Regions from separate parts of the Capsicum annuum genome. Here region 1 is linked to region 2. Evidence: chromatin contacts called from public Hi-C data. All regions are on one chromosome and are shown on one strand. Each heading gives the region's core, a stretch centred on a gene start, on an enhancer-like site or on the middle of the called end of the contact. The rest is flanking DNA. Distances are from core to core; before and after follow the strand shown. Region 1 holds the start of LOC107847050 (non-functional NADPH-dependent codeinone reductase 2-like). Region 2 overlaps LOC107848128 (zinc finger MYND domain-containing protein 15).

Region 1 (4,797 bases), core at 63-2,562, 120 kb before region 2:
ATTACCTAAAAAAAGAATTTGAGATGAAAGATCTCGGAAAGACAAAGTTATGCCTTGGTTTGCAAATTGAGCATTTGACAAACGGTATCTTTGTTCTTCAATCTGCCTACACAGAAAAGGTGTTGAAACGATTCTATATGGATGGAGCACATCTATTAAGTACTCGCATGGTTGTTCGATCACTCGATGTCAATAAGGATCCATTCCGACCTCAAGAAAAGAATGAGAAACTCCTTGGTCCTAAAATACCATATCTTAGTGCAATTGGTGCACTAATGTATCTTGCAAATACTACAAGGCCTGATATAGCCTTTTCAGTTAATTTGTTAGCGAGGTATAGTTCTGCTCCTACTAGGAGACATTGGAATGGGACCAAACACATATTACGGTATCTAAAAGGGAGTACCGATATGGGCTTATTTTATTCTAAAGATTGCAGTTCCGATCTTGTTGGTTCTGCTGATGCTGGGTTCTTTTTTGACCCGCATAAAACTCGGTCTCAAACAGGCTATGTGTTCATATATGGGGGTACTGCCATATCTTAGAGATCAAACAGTCTATCGTAGCCACTTCATCGAACCATGCTGAGATTATAGCTATTCATGAAGCAAACCGAGAGTATGTGTGGTTAAGGTCCACAATACGTCTCATTCGAGAAAAATGTGACTTGAAATGTGACAAAGTACCTATGCTTTTATATGAAGATAATGCAGCATGGATAGCACAACTTAAAGGAGGATTCATAAAAGGAGATAGAACGAAGCACATTTCTCTAAAGCTCTTCTATACATATAAGCTCCAAAAGAATGGTGATATTGATGTACAACGGATTCTTTCAAGTGACAATGTGGCTAATTTATTCACCAAATCTCTTCCAACTGCAACTTTCAAGAAGATTGTGCACAAAATCGGAATGCATAGATTCAAGGATGTTCTTATTAGGGGGAGTTAATACGTGTTGTACTCTTTTTCCCATACGAGGTTTTGTCCTATTGAATTTTTCTTGTAAGGTTTTTAATGAGTCAACCTATATGCGTATTTCTAGACATTCAAGGGGGAGTGTTATGATATTAATGTATATCAATTATAGTGAATATCTATCAAGATCTATCAAGATCCATTTGATGTTTATTATGATTTGAAGTATGTGTCTTTTACTCAGAAACCAGTAGTAAGGATTTTCTTCAATGTAAATCATCCCTCAACAGAAATAACAATTACTCCCTATTCTCTTTACTCTTTTCTTTATTCTTTATTATTTTATAACACTGTCAAATCAAATCAAGATAATCAAATCAAAACGGAGGGCGTACAATATTTTTTCGTTATTATTTTTTTTTTTGGGCGTATAATATTTGAAAATTTAAATAATGCGGCATTTCTATGAGGTTAAAAGAAAGGGCGGCACTGTCCTCTGCCAACAACATGAACCAACAAATCCCTATACCTGAAATTCCTCTTCCGTCCGGCTGCCGAAGTATGCCGGTATTAGGTTTTGGCACGGCAGCAGATCCACCTGTAGAACCAGAAATTGTTAGAAAGTGCTATTCTTCAAGCAATTGAACTTGGGTATAGGCATTTTGACACAGCTGCTTTATACAATTCTGAAAAACCAGCTGGTGAAGCTATAACTGAAGCAATTAATGGAGGATTAATTGAATCTCGTGAACAATTGTTTATTACTTCGAAGCTATGGTGTAGTGATGCTCATCCTCAACATGTTCTTCCTGCCCTCAACAAAACACTACAGTAAAATTCTCTTCAAAACTCGTCAATTCAATTATCTATTACAGTTTTTTAAAAAATTATTGTTCCTTTGGTGAAGTATTAAATTGCCAAGTTGTCCAGAAGGACGTAGCCTAGCTATCAATGAAGTGGTTGAAATTTCATCGAGACAAAAACACTAGCTGATTTCTTGCCATCTGTCCCAGCCGTTGGTGTACACTACCTGGTCCTTAATGTTGGTAGGGGTGGCAGGCATTCGTGAAATTAGTTGAGATGCGCGAAAGTTGACCTAGACATCACAATCATTGAAAAAAAGGAAGCATCTTTTAGAATTCATGGAGACATATCCTATACAGATATGCATATTAGTTGGGATAAAGTTTTAATCATGTTAGTATAATTAATTTTTTTCATGAGGAGGGTGTTCGAGTCCAGCTATGCGCACCTTGACTATTAAATCAAGTACTTGTTACCTCTCACCAACATATGTACAACTCAACTTTGTCCATCAATATTTAGGTGGATAGGAAGAAATCACCTACTCCTTAAGTCCCAATTTATGTGATTGTATTTGATTGGGCACGAAGTTTAAGAAAAGAAGGATGATTTATGAAACTGACCTCGTGGTTCTCCTCCCACTTCATTTATCACTAGATCATGTCCTTAGGTGCTACTTAAGGTCACATGTATTCTTGGAGTCTTCTAGTGCTCTCAAAAATTTATAAGCTAGTAGAATATATAGATAGAACTTATAGTAATTTTTATTTTATTTTATTTTATGTTGTATCTGCCTTCTGCATTTGAATTTGAATGGAGCGACTTGCTAATGAAGATTTATGCAACCAACTCTTAGATTAATTGGGGTTGAACTGTAATTGTTGTTGTAGTACTGAACTGCTAAATTGGTGTGTTTGGACTTGTGCAGGAATCTGAAGATGGATTATATTGATTTGTTCCTAATACACTGGCCAGTAAGTTCTAAGTCAGGAATACATGAGTATCCAATTAAAAAAAAGGACTTTCTTCCAATGGATTTCAAGTCAGTTTGGGCAGCAATGGAAGAGTGCCAGAAACTTGGACTCACCAAGTCCATTGGAGTTAGCAACTTTTCTTGCAAGAAGCTTGCTGATGTTCTTGCCACTGCCCAGATTCCCCCTGCTGTTAATCAAGTATGTCAAGAGAAATTCTATGTTGCTTGGACTTTCCAAAAATTATTGTTGTGACTGTGTCAGATCCTCCAAAAAAACTGCTTTTGGAGGATCCAAAATGCACATGATGACATTTTTGAGGAGTCTGTGCAACATGGGAAAAAATCATAAGTACAGGACTTGACAAGTTGTACTCCATCTGTCCCAATTTATGTAGCACCGTTTGGCTTGGGATAAAGTTTAAGAAAGAAAGGAAGCCTTCTAAAATTTGTGATCTAAAAAACTCCTTGACCAATTGTGTGGCTATAAATCATTTCATCAAGGTAAAAGGGGAATTCTAAAGTTAAATTGTTTTTAATTATAGAACGGGGATATTCTTTTTTGCACTGACTAAAAAGGAAAGTGTGTCACATAAATTGGGACAAAGGAAGTAATTGTTTTTGATAAAATAAAGTTTGAGTAGAAAGTTATGTTGTGAAAAGATAGGTATATGACTTGAGCTGTTCTTGATTTGTAAGGTAGAAGTAAATCCATGTTGGCAGCAACGGAAGCTGAGAGATTTCTGCAAGAGAAATGGAGTTTTTGTTGTTGGATATAGTCCTTTAGGATCCATAGGTACCTTTTATGGAACCAACAGAGTTATGGAATCTCAAGTGCTCAAAGAAATAGCAAAGGCCAAAGGCAAGACCGTGGCGCAGGTATTCTAAGAAGAGTTTCAACTTAAACTACATTGACAGCGTCGGTGCATATAACTTAAATCCTAATGTGCAAAATGCAGGTTGCTTTAAGATGGGGATGTGAGCAAGGCATTGGTGTGGTGGTAAAGATCTATAACAAAGAGAGAATGAAACAGAATCTTGAGATTTTCGACTGGTCATTAAGTGATGATGATTGCAGAAAGATTAGTAAAATCCCACAAAGTAGAGCTTGTCTTGGTAAAGATTACACATCTCATTATGGGCCTTACAAAACAATTGAAGAACTCTGGGATGAAGAACTCTGATTACTTCAGTTGCCAGTATAAGCATGTTGTTCCTATAATTCTTGTTGTTGTATGTCTTCCTCCTAATTGCGGTAGTTGTATATCAAGATAGAAATAAGAAGGGAGAAAGATTCATCCAGTTACTTCTTGTGGTTGTATACGGTTCAACCTCGTTATAGTGGCAACATTTGTCTGGAAATTTTGTGGCTACTATATGATGTGTTGTTATATGTGTACCGATATTTGACATTTAGATCTCATTTAGCTGTTATAAGCCAAGACATGCGAAAAAACTACTTTAATGATTTTGTGTTTAAGAAGAAATGTATTTGTTAGTCAATTTAATCAAAAAAAAAAAAAAAAAAGAGTATGAATGAACAAAGGCAAACACCAATAGCCTTTCCTTGTGAAGTTATGGATATTGAGAATAAATGAAGTGCATTATTTAAACAAAAAAAAATTCCTTTTAGATATCGCACTAGAAATATATTATGTATGTGATATTAATGACGATTACTGTAAATAATTTAATATTCTAATTTTGTACATGATATATTTTCTTACAAAATAGTAGTTTTTCATAATATTTGAGTGTCGGGGCAGGAGGGGAGACCAGAATGAACATATGATCACGGCTTTTGCATCTTACCTAAGTGAATGCTCTAATAACTATGGGGAGTAAAGATCGGGTTGAAGTGGTGTTTGGATAGTAGAGATAATGGATTCAGTATCCTGATTATTGAATCCAACTGTTTGCTTACTATTCACATGATCAATGGAAACATATCCACCTCTTGCCTTTCAAAAAGATGAGATCAAGAAGATTCAAGCCACGGAAACAGATGGCCATTTAATCAGATTCTCATACAAGGAAATTTTACTGCCAATCTTGCAGAGTTCCATAAATTCAATTCTCTCTTCACTGCGACTGTAAACTTGCCA
Region 2 (4,851 bases), core at 2,074-4,573:
TATGTCTTTAAATATTTTAAATTGTTAGCTATTGTAATTTATAATATTCTTTATGTAATTTACAAATAATATATGTTACATCCTTATCCAAATTTTTGTGGCATTAATAGTTAATTATATTCTTAAAATAATTTAAGTTTTTAATTATTATGATTTATAATATTTTTTCTTCTATTCCAATTTAAGTGGCACTGAAATAATCCTAGAGTCAATCAAATTTTATGATTGAAGCAACGAAGCAGATATGTCCTAAATGACTTATAATACCTAATTAGAAGTGATATAGTAAAATTACTATAAGAAAATATTTGTGAAAAATTTTTAAATGAGTCTCATATAATATGTCATATTAATTTAAAACATCAAGAATTAATTTATAATTTTATGTCACTTTTATTTTTTGTTAAATATTATTAACTTTTTAATACCTAAATGACTTATAATAATTAATTAGGAATGATATAGTAAAATTACGGTTGAAGCAGCTAAAGCAGGCATGTCATAAATATCTATTTTACCTTTTTTTATTAAATATTATTAATTTTCTTATACGTAAATGTCTTACAATAATTAATTAGGGGTAATATAATAAAATCATGGAGCAAACATACGTGTGAAAACTTTTTAAATGAGTCTCATATAAGATGTCCTATTAATTTAAGTATAAACCACATAAATTCCTTCTATAGTGAATGTATTTATATATAATGTCGTTAAGCTTTCTCTCTCTCTAGTTTGTAAAATATACTTATACATTAGATAGGCCCTTATACATTGCTGCAATGTATGATAAATCAGATTTGCTTATATTTATGGAAAGAGAAATCAGATATTATGTGGTGTATGATTAAATATAGTAACTGAAATTTAAATTCAAAAAAAAATCTTAAACATCACTATTAATTGTTCTCATTTACAATATTTTATGTTGTTTATTCATTTTAATAGATAAAAAATTCTTATTATTTCCTTCTTATACTATTTTTAGTAGTAATAAATTACATAAACAATAATAAAATATAATTTAAATTAAAACCTTTTTAAAAATTATGTAACAACAACATAAAATAACATAAAATCTAGTGGGGATATTTATTTTTCATTATCTTTCCTTTATTTTAGTAGGAGCAATATTAATACGTATGGATTATTTGTATTCACACTGATAAGATCCATTAAGCTCCTAGAAAATTGATTTCCAAAGTATGTTTTGATGAAAGAAATTATCTTTCATTCACGGAATCATATAAATTTATTATAAATAATTTAAAATTCACGAAAAAAATAAACATCAGTTAACAAAATAGTTAAATAAGAATAATATATATCCAAATACAGTTGATATATTCAGTTTTATTATTCAATATGTGATGTATTTATTGAATCAATGCAAATAACAGATAAGTTGGAATTTAAAAGATAACATTATACAACAATTGCACATGTATGTGGGCACAATATACATTTAAAAAATAATGTGCCGTAATGTATAATGACATACTATACATTTAAGTATTAACATTAAACATGTATACTTCTGTATCCTTATCAAAAGGTATAATGTAACCCTATACAATATTAATACTTTCTAATTGTATAATACCAAATAATACATAAAATGCGTCTTAAATGTAATAAGAACTTCTTAATGTATAAAATAATGAAATATATAGCAGAAGAATTATATTATACATTAGTCTTCGAAAAATAACTAATGTACAATGTCTGATATATTATTACTTATACATTAAAATATAATTTTTCAAAATGTATAATATTCACTTTATACATTAATTATCTACAAGATTATAATGATTTTAAGAAAAAATTAGTGTTATTGTAACATTACATTGGCTACACGATAATAAGGAAAAAGAATGATTCAATTTCTTTTATTACGTGAATTGAAAGTGTACATCTTTAATTCCAATTATAAAAGTGACTCAAATAGGAGGAGGATGAGAGAGTATTAATATTACATTAGCTTGATTGTAGGCGTAAATAAAGGAACACATATATGGAGAAAAAATCATTGCACTAAAATAAGAGCAAAATATGGTATTTTGATATGTATGAGGGGGATGATAGAGAAAGAGTGAATTTAAGGGATTTAAGTAATTACTTTGGAATTTTTGTAATTTCTTTTTCAATATGGGATTTTATGTAACAAGGTAAAGTTACCTTGTATATATATGTAATTTTTAGTTAATTTAAAACATCAAAAATTAATTTATCATTTATGTCTATTTTATTATTTATTAAATATTATTAATTTTTTAATACTTAAATGGCTTGTAATAATTAATTAGAGTGATATAATAAAACTACATTAAAACAACTGAAACAGTAATGTCATAAATATCTATTTTACCTTTTTTTAATTAAATATTATTAATTTTTTTTATATATAAATGACTTAAAATAATTAATTAGAGATAATTTAGTAAAATCACAGAGCAGCTGAAGGGTGAAGCAGCAGGCATGTTGACGAAAAGTTGTCTGCTTTCTCACACTTATTATTAATAGTAGTAAAGTAATAATACGTATACAGATAGAATAAAGTAAATATATTTTTTCACCCCTCCACCAATGAGAATGAGTATTGTATATATAGAAAGAAAAACTCAAAATCTGCAATGAAATAGTATTAAGTAGTAAGTATTGTTGTAGTGTTTGCTGCAACGGTTTTGGTATTAATAGGAAGGAGTAACAACTAATAAAATTGCTTTAATATAAATAATGGTGCAGTTACACCCCTAATAAAGAATCAATTGATTTGGTCAAAATATATAAACAGTAGGGGAGATTTTAATATCCTCTCACTAACCACCCATTCAAGGCTAATTAGTAACATATAATATTTATTCTTTTTGAAATATCCAATACCGCATAACTCTATCCACGAAAGCTTAGATCAATGAGAAAAAATTACCTAGCGTTCTTGCCCACCACCACATGTATCATGTGAATCTTTCTATTAAGGCTTTAGACCAAAGAGAATGAAATCATCTATTGTTCTTGCCTTTGTTGGAAATTGAATCTAAGACCCTATGATTCTCAATCCCATTCATTGACGATCAGGCCACACTTGGGTTAAAACTTGCTCACACCTGATATATACACCAAGTCAATGCATGCATACCATGTGTTTGAATTTATAGTTCATATAACTTAACCATGATTGATTAACATGTATTTTACTTCATTTAATCATTTACCCATGGTAAATTACATTAGTTGGTGTATACACCGGGTGCGAATAAGTTTTTACTCCACACTTGCATTTCTTGATCTCAACACTGTACTCCTCAGTCTGCTATTATTTTGTAATAGAGTCAAGCCATTGCATCCTTAGACGCTCCCAAGAAGGTCGTTCAAATCCCAAAGATGAAGCAATTTGAGTAGCATGGAAGAAACAGGGCACTGTTTTCTACTGCGAGGGGTTGCCTAAAAGGATTTAGTTGGATCTGCAAAGCAAGTAAACGAATTCAATATAATGAATTGAGTTGGAAGCAATAGACATCTTTCAGAGCAATATTTGGAAAGAAATAATGGATAACGAGTGGCGTGAAAAGACTAACAGGAATGGTAGGTGAAGCCCCAGTCACTGAGCTTATGCAACTAGTCGCCAGATTACAAGCTTCTTCACAGTAATCGGAGAAAAATGCAGAAACTTTTCTCTCCTTTAACAGCTCCTGGATGAAAGGTTAAAAGGAAAAAAAATCATTTAGCAATACGAGACCTGGCTAGCTTTCTGCAAAGGTCTCATGCACTGTTGAGAAAATCCTAAACGTAAAAACCTTCATATGAAACTCATGTCTATCCTGGTTATAGCATCAACTATCAAGCACCAGATAGTCTGAAAATTAAGTATTTGCTTTAAAAGACTTACAATGGTTTGTAGCCAGCTCCTGTAAGCAGCAACACCAGCATTCGGTGCAATAATTAGATCAGGAGGAAAGCCCTGACGAAGCTTACAACATTTGAGTAACACCAACAAGGGAAGAAAACATATGGCAAAGATAAATGTTGTTTGAGTGACCTTCAGAAGATCTTTATAACAATCATGATAATAACCAGTATGAAGCTTTAATGTAATGGCTGAAGATCCAGTTTGTAATGAGGTTAGGCCAAAACTCTCAGTCGAACATTTACACTTGCAGTTGGTCTCTGTACAATGAGCATAATCACGAAGTACAATTCTCTCACCGTTCCTAATCATTAAAAAGCAAAATATGATCGGTATTTAGAAAAATGTGATTATAAATCATCTGCAAATGTATACAAGATACCCATGAACTTTGGAAGTACAATCAAAGAACGTTAGAGGTTAGAGTGAACGTGATGTATTATACAGCTTAGCAGAATGCATTTATCAGGTTACCAAGGTAAATATTTAGTAATTGGCAAGGATCCCGTTCTAGCCACTTTTCTTTTAGCACCATCTACAACCATTAGATGGGTAGCAGGCATTATTCTCTGAACAGAGCTCAACCAAGGGCGCACTATATCAAGCATCTATTGTCTCCTAAGTTCATCTTTCTTTCTAAACCTTTTTTTTTTTGTATGCTCTTTTTGACTTTTCATTCCAGAAGCCATCAATTTATGACACCCTCTCCAGCATTTAAGATTCTCACAAGAATTAACAATGCTAATTACTTCCTTTCAGCAGGAATGAGGACCAACTGTCTCCAATGTTCCATCCACGAAAAGATTATAAGCACGGTAATAGTTCATGAATTTTACAATGAGGTCAATGAGACTACTCTCCTTTCCTGCTAATTAACTAGAACTTGCAGTAGAAAGTAAGTAAACCAGAAACATGAAATAAAGGTGGGCAATCAAACCTTT

What was found. Hi-C and Micro-C count contacts between places; a contact is called where the count stands out from the background.
Region 1: a Hi-C map of leaf shows a contact between it and region 2, with 4 times the contacts expected there. The contact joins the promoter of LOC107847050 here to the enhancer-like site in region 2. A contact is called at or near these places in 4 of 5 Hi-C or Micro-C datasets (bud, leaf and placenta).

Annotation. Positions count from the first base shown.
Region 1 is chr11:37,985,393-37,990,189 of UCD10Xv1.1, reverse strand. LOC107847050 (non-functional NADPH-dependent codeinone reductase 2-like) reads left to right here and starts at 1,312. Exons shown (of 5, transcript XM_016691298.2): 1 at 1,312-1,527; 2 at 1,529-1,749; 3 at 2,651-2,894; 4 at 3,392-3,571; 5 at 3,652-4,243. The coding sequence starts at 1,384. The coding sequence ends at 3,876.
Region 2 is chr11:37,869,118-37,873,968 of UCD10Xv1.1, reverse strand. LOC107848128 (zinc finger MYND domain-containing protein 15) reads right to left here. Exons shown (of 10, transcript XM_016692811.2): 7 at 4,848-4,851; 8 at 3,893-4,214; 9 at 3,582-3,695; 10 at 2,708-3,467. The coding sequence ends at 3,375. Among protein-coding and RNA genes, the nearest start is that of LOC107848128, 8.5 kb to the right of the region's middle. Within about 2 kb of position 3,323, at least 5 of the 5 cell types and tissues checked have an H3K27ac peak or open chromatin away from gene starts, as enhancers often do. A contact at or near this core is called in bud and leaf, where this site is marked.